Linked DNA regions of Gossypium hirsutum: all the other regions are linked to region 2. The links are chromatin contacts, called in public Hi-C maps. All regions are on one chromosome and are shown on one strand. The core of a region is the stretch at or near the end of the contact, and the rest is flanking DNA. Distances in the headings are between cores, read along the strand shown.

What was found. Hi-C and Micro-C count contacts between places; a contact is called where the count stands out from the background.
Region 1: a Hi-C map of leaf shows a contact between it and region 2, with 2.9 times the contacts expected there. The contact joins the promoter of LOC107916558 here to the promoter of LOC107938547 in region 2. A contact is called at or near these places in 5 of 34 Hi-C or Micro-C datasets (callus and leaf).
Region 3: a Hi-C map of leaf shows a contact between it and region 2, with 2.2 times the contacts expected there. The contact joins the promoter of LOC107916524 here to the promoter of LOC107938547 in region 2. A contact is called at or near these places in 7 of 34 Hi-C or Micro-C datasets (callus, hypocotyl, leaf and 2 more).

Annotation. Positions count from the first base shown.
Region 1 is chrA01:93,326,787-93,330,867 of Gossypium_hirsutum_v2.1, forward strand. It overlaps LOC107916558, which reads left to right and starts at 2,412. Exons shown (of 8, transcript XM_016845831.2): 1 at 2,412-2,623; 2 at 3,222-3,560. The coding sequence starts at 2,534.
Region 2 is chrA01:94,042,445-94,046,521 of Gossypium_hirsutum_v2.1, forward strand. LOC107938547 (histidine kinase 3) reads right to left here and starts at 2,198. Exons shown (of 11, transcript XM_016871742.2): 1 at 1,332-2,198; 2 at 852-1,133; 3 at 480-649; 4 at 5-217. The coding sequence starts at 1,820.
Region 3 is chrA01:94,783,019-94,787,101 of Gossypium_hirsutum_v2.1, forward strand. It overlaps LOC107916524 (squamosa promoter-binding-like protein 2), which reads left to right and starts at 1,751. Exons shown (of 6, transcript XM_016845790.2): 1 at 1,751-1,892; 2 at 3,220-3,384; 3 at 3,579-4,083. The coding sequence starts at 3,618.

The sequences.
Region 1 (4,081 bases), core at 1,162-3,661, 720 kb before region 2:
TGAATGTTGCTGAGAAGATCTATTTTTATCCCTTTTTGTAGTGGATATCAGTGATTAACGAAATAAATTTTCATGGGAAAATAAATTAATTGTAAAACAAGTCAGTAGCAGAAGGTAGTATTCAATCAAGAATTAAAGAACAATGTCATATTAATAATATATTTAGATGAAGCAACCAAATTTGAAATACATATGACAAAACTTGTATAGAAATGAAGATTATAATGAAATGACTTTGGAATTGGTTTAGAGTATTGGAATTTAAAAGCTCATTTCATTGAAAGGAAATCAATCAAGAAAATCATAAAAACGAAAACTAAACACCTTTAGCACAATTTGTCATTCCAACAAGACATGAACATAATTTATCAAAAAGTATCTAAATTGCTTTTTTTTTTATATTAAAACTGAAACATCGGTTAAATTTGTCACTTTAGTTTAAAACATAAGACAGGAGTCGAAAAGACAAATATTTTATCCAAGAGAGAAGGGCAAGGTACATAAAATGCATATTGTTGTCGTGTATTCTACCCGAGAAAGTCTTACCTTTTTCAATTTATTTAACCAATCACCAAGTATTGTAATCAAGTCATTTTCAAGAAAAGAAACAGAAATGAAAAGAGTTAAAACTGATGAACACCAACCATCAAGAATACTTTCTTTGTCAAAAGGTATCTCGTCGGATATTGTTTCCCAATACGTTCAACAAGGTGTAGACACATTTAAAAGTTTACTACTTAGGTTGGCTTATGAAATGCAAGTAGAGGTTAACCGAATTTTATCATTTGTGGATGTTTATTAAGTGTTTGAAACATCATATATAATGAGTAGAGTTGTAATAAATAATGAAGATTTTTTGTTTCTCTTATATAGTTGGTTGGTTTCTAATTGATTAAGAATTTCTTAAAATAACCGTAAAAATGTGTTTTCTCTTTCTCACTTGTGATGACTCATTTGCAATTTAGTCCCTGTATCATAATTAACAACTTTCTCAATTTAATTGCTCGATAATTCAATATTATAATCTTATACTAGATACGTCAACTCTTCAGTTAATAATTCACTAGTTTAATTTACAAAATCTATTTTAAAATTATGTTTTCCAATACTGTTTAAAATCAGGTCGTTACAACATATACATAACTATTATTGAAATAAAATTTGAATTTAACACTTGATTTGCTTGATCTGGTTCGATTTGGTTAGGTAAGTCAGTTTTAATAGCTAACAACAAAAGATGATATACTATTTCACAATATAATAATATAGTATATAACTATGTATACAACTATTATTATATTATAGAAAGCTTCAAAATATATTTTAAAAAATCAATTAAAACAACACAAACTTTTAACTCAAGAATATTCAAACCTGAATTGATCTGAACTCGAAATAATCTAAACTTAAAAAGAGCTCGACTGGAGTTTGTCGCAACATATTTGTTTGACACTTGTATTTAAAAAATAATTAAACCATCGTAAAATAATTAAAAATTAAATTAAGAGCTCATAAATTTATTTAAAAATCAATTAAACCGACACATACAACAGTTTTCATGTTAAACATAACGTGAAATAATAGGTTAAATGTTATTATAAGAAAAATATTTGAAAAGTTTAATTAATTGCTAGCTTTGAAGTAATAGTTGAAATGATTGCAATTTTCAATTTAACATTTAAGTCTTAATATTTTATAATGAACAGTAGTTTAAATTAGGTAAACAGTCCGACAAATAAAAAACCTAGCCGACTACTTAGCCCGCAGCAGAGCAAAGCAAATAAAATAGTTTTGTTTATCAGAACTATCTGACGTCTCCACAAACCTAAACAAAATACTCAAAAACACAACAGATTTAATTTGATTTTGTAATCTATCATTAATGTTTATGTCATTGTTATTTAAATGTGTTTATAATTTAGTTAAAAAGAATTTTTCCTTTGGTTTTCCCTATTTTACATTTTTCATATTATTTTATAGTATTTATTAAAACCATTGACTGCTCTCAATTGGGTTAAAAAAATTATGAAAAAACATCTTTTTTGTAATTAAAATCTTTTTATTATTCGAGAGTATTTTAGTCATTCATTTTGATGTATTTTATACATTTATTTTAATATATACAATTTGTTATCTACATCAGTCGTATATATCTTACTTTTAAACAAATATTTATGTTTTAAATTTCCATTTCTAGTTTGATTAATTAGGTGGTTGGACCATAGTTGAATTAAGAATGGAGTGGAATTAATAGTGTTTTCCCATAAAGAAATGGAAAAGAATTTGCCTTATTTGGGATTCAATTTAGAAAGAGAATGTTAAATGGGCCTGGCTCAACTTGAACAAGTCTACATCTTAGTCCGCCAATATTGACCCAATATAATTAAGAAAGAGTGCAAAAACCTGTACTCGTTTTTAAAATATTAAAACGGGAAATGCGGGGTGGTGGCTCAAGAATCTTCCTCCCCCCTCACCAAAATCATAACAGAAATGAAATCCCATATATAATGACTGAAACACCTCATTCCAATGCATGCTTATTTACCTCAAAACCCCATACCTTATTTTTCACAGAAACCAAAAAAGAAGCTCCCTTTGCTTGAAGAAAAACGATCCCTTTCTTGTAAGTTTCCTCTTTTCTTTTATGCTTTAATGCTCTTGTAATCGTAAAGCACTCTCTCTTTTTTGCCCCCTTTGTTATTGCTACCTTTTTCCCTCCCATTCCTCTTTTCCTTTCTTTTTGTCTTTTTGGCTTCTTTGGGTACTTCCCTTTCTTCATTCTGTTTTCTTTAGAATGTTTTTGGATGTATTTTCTTCAATGGCTTCATGCCAATTTGTTTGCTTTTGTGGGTTTTCTTTTTCTGAAGGCATTTGTATTAAGTGCCTGTCAAAAAGCCCCTCTTTTTCTTTTCGTCTCTCCCTTTTCCTCCTCTGCTTAACCTTTTCAAAATTTTTTTAACTTTTTAACTTTATATCTGTATTTGCTCCAATATGTCGAGCTTTTGATGCTGTTCGTTTCTGAGAAAATTTCTTCTTAACTTTCTATGAGGTGCTTTTGTCCATACTTTATTACATGCACTTGTTAGGGTGTCCCCAATTCTCCTGGTTTCAGTTCCGCAGTTGAGAGGGGCTTTATATGAACTTAAATCTTATATACTAACACCTAAATTTTGAAAGTTTTTTTATTGTTTCTAATCATTTGTAGTTGTTGTTCACAGCAGGAAATTAAACAAGAGAACTTGATCAAAACTGTTCCTGCCTTGTCTTTGGCTTGTTTAAAGCTGATTGTTGAGTTTTCATTTTTGTATCTGATTATGGGGGATCATTTTGTATTACTAGTGGACCGGTTGATAACTGAATCCACATTGGAAGCTGCAATTGAAAGCCGGAACCGGTCTTTTCAGGCCACTGCACCAGTGGTTGATGACACTAAGGTATTCAACTCTTCTCCAAAGTTGAATTTATCCTCCCTGGGGGGAATTGTTGAATGTAGGATATGCCAAGATGAGGATGTAGACTCGAATATGGAGACCCCTTGTGCTTGTTGTGGCAGCTTGAAGGTTAGTTTGGTGCTTACTTGACTATACTTTTTTCAGAATTTGAATATATCTGTAATGTTATGTATATTAAGATAACCACACAAATTTTTCACTATAATGATTTGCAGTGTTCTCATGGCGCCGCACTTGATAACATAAGTGAAACTTTTGCATGTTTTATAGATAAATTAGATCACTCTTTTAGAGTTTCTTATTATAATTATATATCTTAGCCTTACACATATACATATATCGCCTTACTCACTCATATGAGCACTTTTGTGTTTCAAGTTGCACCTCATGCAATATAAGGGTTCTAGTGCCTAGAGTGCGCCTTGCAACTTTGACAACATTTTGTTTCCAATTTTAGGTAAATGATGTGATGAACTTTGTGTAGTTTTTGCTCCTTAGAAGTTTGAATACATCATCAGTTTCAATCGGGCTCCTATATCCTTCAATACTCATTCATTTTCAGTAAATCTTTTTAAAGAATCCAGTCTAGGGGAACCTGTGAATATGCATTTCCTTCTGAAGGGTTTAGC
Region 2 (4,077 bases), core at 948-3,447:
CTACCTGCAGCGCATCTCATGCTTTCTGAATGGATCTCCAAAATTAAGAAGGCTGACATGCTCCAACCCGTCATTTGATGCGTTTGAGCCATACATGCTGATAGGGTACGACTGATTAGTTGTATCCAGCACATTCACAAGGATTGTTTGTTTACTTGCAAGCTGTTGTAGCAACTTCTCCACAAGTGACTCAATATCAAACACTCCACCAAGATACCTGATTGAGATCATCTTATCAGAGCCATTAACTAGAGCATCCTATCAGGGATCTCGTTTAAAAAGAAAAGAGCTTGGTTCACCCTTTTTAACAAGGCATTATTTTCATTGATGTCTGTAAGCTATTGCAGCTTTTACCTTTTTCATGTATGTATGTGGTTTCAGAGATGAGAAGCATAAGGAATTTATCTTCCCATTAATTTTTATAAAAGGAGGAGACATTTGTTGGACATTCCTACTTTTTGATCATACTGAAAACATACCCGACAGTAGCTTGAATCCTCTCAGTAGGAGTTGCAGTCAAGGGCAGATCCCTCTTGTAGACCGCAAATGTCAAAATAACTCCAAGACGATTTGTTTTGAGTAGCCTAAATGGAGCTGTTAGCACCCCTTTTCCTGATTTTCTTGCACACAATACATTCTTGCTATCCTCCTATCGGTACACAAGAAATTCAGTATTCATAACTGAAGTGTGTAATTAATAATGAATTCAAAATTCTTGAGAGATTGAAAATATTTTATTCCTCCTAACTGGAAAGTAGTACAATTAAATCTTCAGTCGAGTTAAGCTTAATACAAGTGATCCAAGGAATCTTGGGTTTCTCAATAAGCTTTTAGATAGTAAAAGAGCTAACCTGTCCTGACAGCATATCAAGAGAAACCACATGTGATACGATATCCTGCGCAAAGATAACAGGAGCATATTCTTCCTGAATTGGCGATGGCTCTAAGAGGTCAGGATTGTAGTCATCCTTATGAACTGGGTTTTGTTCAAGGGTATCCATCCTCTTAATAGTCCAGCCCTGTTGCTTCTCAAATTGTTCCCTTTCCGAGTGGAGCACCCTTACAGCATAAGCCACGCCACTTGTAAGAGGTCTCTCAAAAGCAGTTCGTTCCGTATACCTCGCAAAAGTCCTCTAGATGTGATTAAAGTGAGTTCCCTTTGTTATCCAAAAAAAGAAGGATCATAATTCCTAACTACAAACACTCAGACCTGGTTTGGCTATCAAGTTGACAAGATCATTACTTGATAAACCGATCCTGATCAATAAAGCAAAGGAAATGCATAATCATCTATCTTAACTAAAAGTTACAAGATGAGGATATTAACTTACCTGATCAATAGCCGAGGGGGTTTTGCCATGGTGGAAAGTTGAGATAAAAATGGAGATGGCCTGGATATGGTTCATGCTTACATTAAACTGATCCTGCAGCATCCTAGCTCTCTCATCACACATGCTAGCCAATGTCTCCTTCCTCTTTTCGGTAGCTTGAAAGCTCATATAATAGAGTATAGAAATAGAAGCCAAAATCCAACCAATTATCCATGAAAACAAGAGCTTTCTCCACCAAGTCTTGCTAATTCTCTTGGAACCCACATACTGGTAATATTGATGGTGGATGTTGAAGCTATAGTTTGAGAACTTGTCCCAGAATTTCAACCACATCTTACTACCACTATGACCAAGGAGAACTGTGTCAGCGTCCTTAAATTCACCATTAATGAACCAGTTCATGGAAATCATAGATGCTACCCAGCAACATAACATCCAAAGCAGATGCCCCACCTTTAAACCAAACCCAAATACATGGAGCAAACTCATCCAAGAAACAGTGACCAATTGTGGGTCTTACTTCCTTCTTAATTCCAGCTAAAGACAGAGACCCACTGTCAAATCTATAGAAACTGTGTAGTAAAATTCTGCATCAACAGAAAAGAACCTTGGGATAAGATGAACCCTCTCCCAGCAAACTCCAAATTTACCATGTGACAGACTGTAAGGCCTTGGACCGTGAGAGAAAGAAAAAAAGATGCTATCTTATCCAGCAATATAGCTTTCTAACTGAGGATGGCAAAATAGAAAACCCAGAATTGAGGAAGATAAAAGGAAATTTTTTCACAATAACCACAAAAAAGAATCAAAACCCCCCACAAGATTCTGAGTTTCTAATTACAAACACTAATTATATATTATACTACTGCAACACTGTAGTGCCGGTACTACCAGTATATTTTATTAATTTTTGTCTTTAAATATAAAATAATATAACAAATGAGAAATTTTCTTTTTGCTTTTTTTGTCTAAGTGTACAACTTCTACACGCTTTTAACTCTCTATTCTCGGGTTGGCTGTACTTTATGATAACAAAAGTACCCTTTGCTGCTCTGCATGAAAACAAATTTCTATACCAATTAACATAATTTCTTTTTCTTTTTTATTCGACTTTTGTACCCATTTTTGAGATTAGGAGCCCTCTAATTTTTCGAAGTTGTCAAAAACATTAGATCAAGAAGACGATAGAGTTTTTAAGAACTTGCTTCATTGAATTAAAGGTAGCAATAATTCCTATTTTGGATTATTGAATTTAGGGTATACTAAACATACAACTCGGGTTCTTTCATACGGTAAATATTATTTTTCTATTAAAATTATCTGATTAAAAATATCAAAAAATTGTTCTATAATAACAAAATTTAGTCATTAATTTTTATACCCTATTTTTTAATTTAGCATATACTTTTTATTTGAAGCAAAATAACCCTTAATTTTTAGTACTATTTTATCTTATTATCACATCTATGTTTTATTTTTAAATTTAGAACTTCTTTTATAATCTTTTGACACTTTTTTTTTATAATTTTTGGAATCATAATTTTTAGCTTAAAATATGCCATAATTATCTCTAATATTTATAAATTTAGAATTTAATCCCTATACTTTTTAATTTTAAAATTTAAGTCTAATTATTGAAATTATTAAAATTATTGTGTTAAATTTAGATTCATTAGAATGTTATTTTTTAGTTACATTGCAATCAAGTGAATATTTTTATTTCAAAATGTCACATTAATAAATTTAACAAAACAATTAATATAATTAACAATTGAATTTAAATTTTAAAATCTAAAAAATAAAAGATCAAACTCTTAAGAATAAAATACAAAAACTAAATTTCAATTTTATGAACAACACAAGTCTTTAACCTAATTTTTACTAATGCTCTACGATATTTTAGAATTTTTTGTTGTAATAAAATATAGATAAAGTAGTGTCATGTAAATGATAAAAGTTGATAGTAAATTGCTAGATGGTTAATTTAGTTCAAACAAAAGAGTAGGGAAAAAATCAATGAATGTGTAAAAATTAATGGTTAAATTTATTGTTATGTTTTATATATAAAATGTTAAAATAAACATTTAATAGCATAAATTTAAATTTAATGAAAGAATGAAATATATAAAGACTAATTTACCCATTGTTATCTTGAATTAAGTATTAATTTTATATGTATATCATAAACTTTTAATTTATCTAATTATATTTTTTTGGTTAAAATGTGCCAATAGTCCTTGTACCTTTCAAAAATTAGGAATTTAGTCATTATACTTGTATTTATAGAAATTTAGTCTTTTTACTTTTCAGATTTCAAATTTTAGATCCAGCTATTAATACTGTTAATTTTTTTAGGTTAAATTTATTATTGTGACATTTTAAAATAAAAAAGTACTCACTTAGTAGCCATGTTATTAAAAAAGAATGTAATTAACTTGAATTCAACTAAAAAAATTAACCGTATTAACAGTTGGACTTGAATTTTAAAATTTAAAAAGTAGATAGAATAAATTTCTGAAAATACAAGTACAAAAACTAAATTTCAAATTCAATTACAATTACATGTTTAAAGAATCACAAGTATCAAATTATTACAACATAAATTGTATAAAGAATTAAAAAGTAGAATCAAACTATTACAATACGATCGGACTAAGAATTGATACAATAGAAACTAAAATTAATTCTTATTTAATTATATAATTGTGAATGATAGATGTTAAACTTAAATATTTAATACACTAAC
Region 3 (4,083 bases), core at 501-3,000, 740 kb after region 2:
TTCAGCTGACAATTTTTTTTAATCAAATAGACCTTCACTTGAGATTTGTATCTTCAACACTAAATCTATTGCTTAAATGTAGAGAAGCCACCCTTCAGCTGATGACCTGACTCCCTTGGGGGAAGCCACAGATTTAAAACAGTCGAGGAAGATGAATGTGGTCACCATTAACCAAATGAATGTAGCCCAATGCAAAAGCACAATTCCACTATCTTCAAAATTACATGTAGACACGTGCCTGTGAACATCGGTAACCCTACAACTAGAACATCCAATGTTTGAACAAACAAGCTCCCTAAGATTAAACAATTGCAGTCAAAATCCTAGCACTTGTGATGCAACCACCCTTACCTCAGACACAGTCATCGTATGTTTCTCACACTTGTCTTGCGAGCATGTCAGCCTTATCTTGCCCACCTTCTAAAGAGATAAAGGTTTTCCTTAGGGTGGGGTCTTCGAAGAGATTCAAAATAGAGCCACTCTTCAATGTCTTGTATCTTATACAATGCTTTAATGCAATTAGTTATGCTAAATTTCTCATCACTTGGTTTTGTGGTGGCCTCATAACCCATCTAAATCAGAAGCAAAAGCACAAAGCAAGTAAATAGCCATAACTGGTAGAAGCAAGTCATATGTAACAGAAGCCACAACCATGCAAAATGAAAGTACACTTCCAAATGCATATGAACTTTAAAGTCACCAATGGATCTTCTAATCCGCCGCTTTTTGGTTTTCTTCTCGCTAACCATTGTGAATCACAATCAGATAATACTAAACCCAACTCTTCTACTATTTATGAGGTAAGGCCGGAACATGGAATCATCCACAAGCTTGACACACAAAGATGTTAAATATTTTCTTTGTTTGACAATTCAACACTTGGAAGAACAATTTATATGACAGATTGATTGTGTGTAGTACGATGTTAAACCACCATCAATATCAACAAAAATGTTAATGCATAAGTAACGGCTTACTTCGTTCCAAGCCAAGGTGAGGGTGACATGTTCTCTTATGGATAACCGAGATCAAGAGTGAAAACTGCTAATATTTGAAGGCTGCAAAGATTATAGCATCAGCCCTGCGGCCGCTGTTCCCATGGCAGTATATCACACAGGGTAGAGGTTTTCCTTCAAGACTAACCAGGGTTATGTAGTGACTACATTGTAGAACATCGTCCCTATTGTTTTTAACCTCTCCGCTAACATTTTCCTTCCAACAAGGAGAACCTATCGCCCTGCCTGTGCTGATTCGTAGAATTCGGAAAAGTTTTCATGCTGCTGAGTTGAAATGATTAAGGAGGAGACGGAAAATCAATATGTCATGAGATTAATGAACTAAAATAGTCATTTTAATCCTATGAGAAGTTAACCAAGCTTTGAAAGCCTTCTAAGTATGAGAATTAAGCTGGTGATAGTGATTGCAGAAGGGAATTATTTTTTAAATAATTTAAATTGAGTTAAAAAAAATTGATTGCAGCGTCATCTTTAATTTAATACACATTTTAATACTTAATTAATTAATTTCACAATCAATCTTTATCTTGCCGTAGTTTCCAATCACGCTGTCGATCCAAGTGGATAAGAAGTGAATTAAAGCTGTCATCGTCGAGTTGACTCGTCATAGCCGAGTCAAGTGAATCGGTTGAAAATTCCTTTCTGGCTCGCTACGAACACTATTAAGTACTTCTTACCGCCACGTGTCCTTATTTTTAATTACTACAGATTTTCAAATGTATAAAATTAGAAAATAAAACGGTAAGGAAAGAAAATGCTTCCGTCCCAAAAAGCGAAGGTATTGTTTTCCGCTTTAGTTGTTTCTGCCATTGTATTTTCCTCTATTTTCAGTCTCCGAGTCAGACTCAGCTGAGGGCGATCGTAAGTAACTCACCAGTAAGTTTCTTCTCTTTCTTTTTTAAAAGATTAATAAAGAGAGTGATAATGAGGAACTAGAATTTCTAAAAATGGAGAAACATCTTGTTTTTGCACCTCAGATTGATACATTAGTTTCTTCATACCTTCTATTATTATATCAATTATTTGAACTTTAGAAAAGGTAATATGAAAAGAAAATTATGTATGCATTTTCAAAAAACAATAAATTCGTTATTGTTACTTTCCTTTTGGTATCTAGTTTTCTGGGGAAAGTGAAGGAAAACGACTACGTTTTCTTTATATATACAGTTTTTCTTTTTGTTTTTCACTTTATATTTCTGGCTGAAATTTATTTACTATAAAATGAATAAAGATGTGATGGCTGATAGCTGGTAAGGGAGCAGATAGTTTCTAAAATTTATTTTCTGTCATGATTTCTATAAAAGAAATTAGTTTTCTTATTTCTGTTTCTGTTTCAGTGCGGAACTACTAACTTCTGTATGCAAAATAAATTTACGACTTATGAGTATAATTTCATTTCTTGAAATGATTCTCTTTTGATGCATTTCTTGTATTTGACTTTTTTGTTGATTGCTTCTTATATTTTCCGTAGGAGTAAGAACTACGAAGAGGTTGCTGGGTACCTTTCTTTTTCCCTTCTTAAGGCTATAACTTTTGATTTATGGTAGATTAGGGTTTAATTCAAAATTTTTTTTCAAGTATTCATCGGTCTCTTGTGGGTCTCAGTCAGGGACCTACTTTGTGGGATTGCCCGGATAATTGAATTATTGAAGTGAATTATTGAAGATGTGAAATTTTTTAGAGTACGGTAACATCAGCGAAGTTTAATCGTCAGATTTTTTTTTCTTTTACCCCTTGAAAACTGTTACTGCTTCCTATAATAATTGGTGAGAGAGAGCCTATTGTTAATGGTGCAAAAACCTGGTAGTTAGTTTCCGATGGGTTGATAGATAAGGGTAAACTCCTCTAGGATTTTGGTCCAAGTGTTGCAAGTTTAGGGAGCGCTTTGATGCACACACTTATTTATTTGGGACTGAAGTGAAACTTTTTATCCGGATGGTGTAGGCTTACTTATTACAAGAGTGAATAGTGAGATCCTTTGGAATTATGCTATTAACATGTCATTGTCTGCAGAATGAAAGGAGAAAAGCTGTACTACTTTTCTTGCTCCGAATTTTTAGACCTAATCCATGATTTTTTTGCATCCTTGGTTAAGTTATCTGTTTTAGAAAGATGGAAATTGATATCTGCGTAAAAACTTGCTTGGCTTGAAAATTGGTTGCTAGTTTAGTTCAACCTCTCTGATATTTGTTGCATTTTTCAGTGAAGCATATTTGAAGTGTCATCAGCAAATGCTTTTAGCGAAAAAAATTGGGGAAGGGGTGAACGAACTATTGTTATGTTAAAGTGGATTGACATTTTTCTAAGTTGCACTCCTCTAGATCTGAAAAACAGAGATGATTGGACTCTGATGCTGTTGGATGTATAGGTAAAATTTGTTCTTTACATAACAGAATGATTTCGCATAATTTTGGTTTTGCATGCTCTGTATTCATATGGAGTCCACGAATGGTTTCCTTCATGTATAGTTGAATTTAGCATAATTGAGTCTTCTTTGCCCTGTTTATTTTCTTTATGAATTGAACAAACGTCAAAGGTTATACTTTCAGGATCTGGTGACAGGTTGCTTCTGTTTTATATGAAGACTGTGCTTAGTGTTCTATGAGTTTTATCTCTCCGATGGATTGGAATGCCAAAACGCCTTTGCAATGGGACTGGGAAAACTTGATGATGTTAAATGCAACACCAACTGAAATTCCAAGGAAGCTCAGACCTGAACAGTGGGATATTGATGGAGAGGGAGGAATGAACTCTGGGTCTTTCTATTCTTCTGTTGCTGCTGGAGGTAGTGGTGGTTCTGCCTCAGATTTGGGCCTTGCTTCTATGTCTAAAAGTTCAAAATCGGCATCTATTAATTCTTCTTCTATGGGGGAGGTAAAAATGACCAAATTTACTTCGGAAGCCTTTGAAGCTATCCCAGATGATATTAGCAACCAGAACGAAGCTTTCAGGGCTGAGCTGGCTGGTACTTCCCCAACACTTGAGGCTTCAGTTGGCTCTGGTGAGCCATTGCTCAGTTTAAAGCTTGGTAAACGGACATACTTTGAAGATGTTTCTGGGGGAAGCA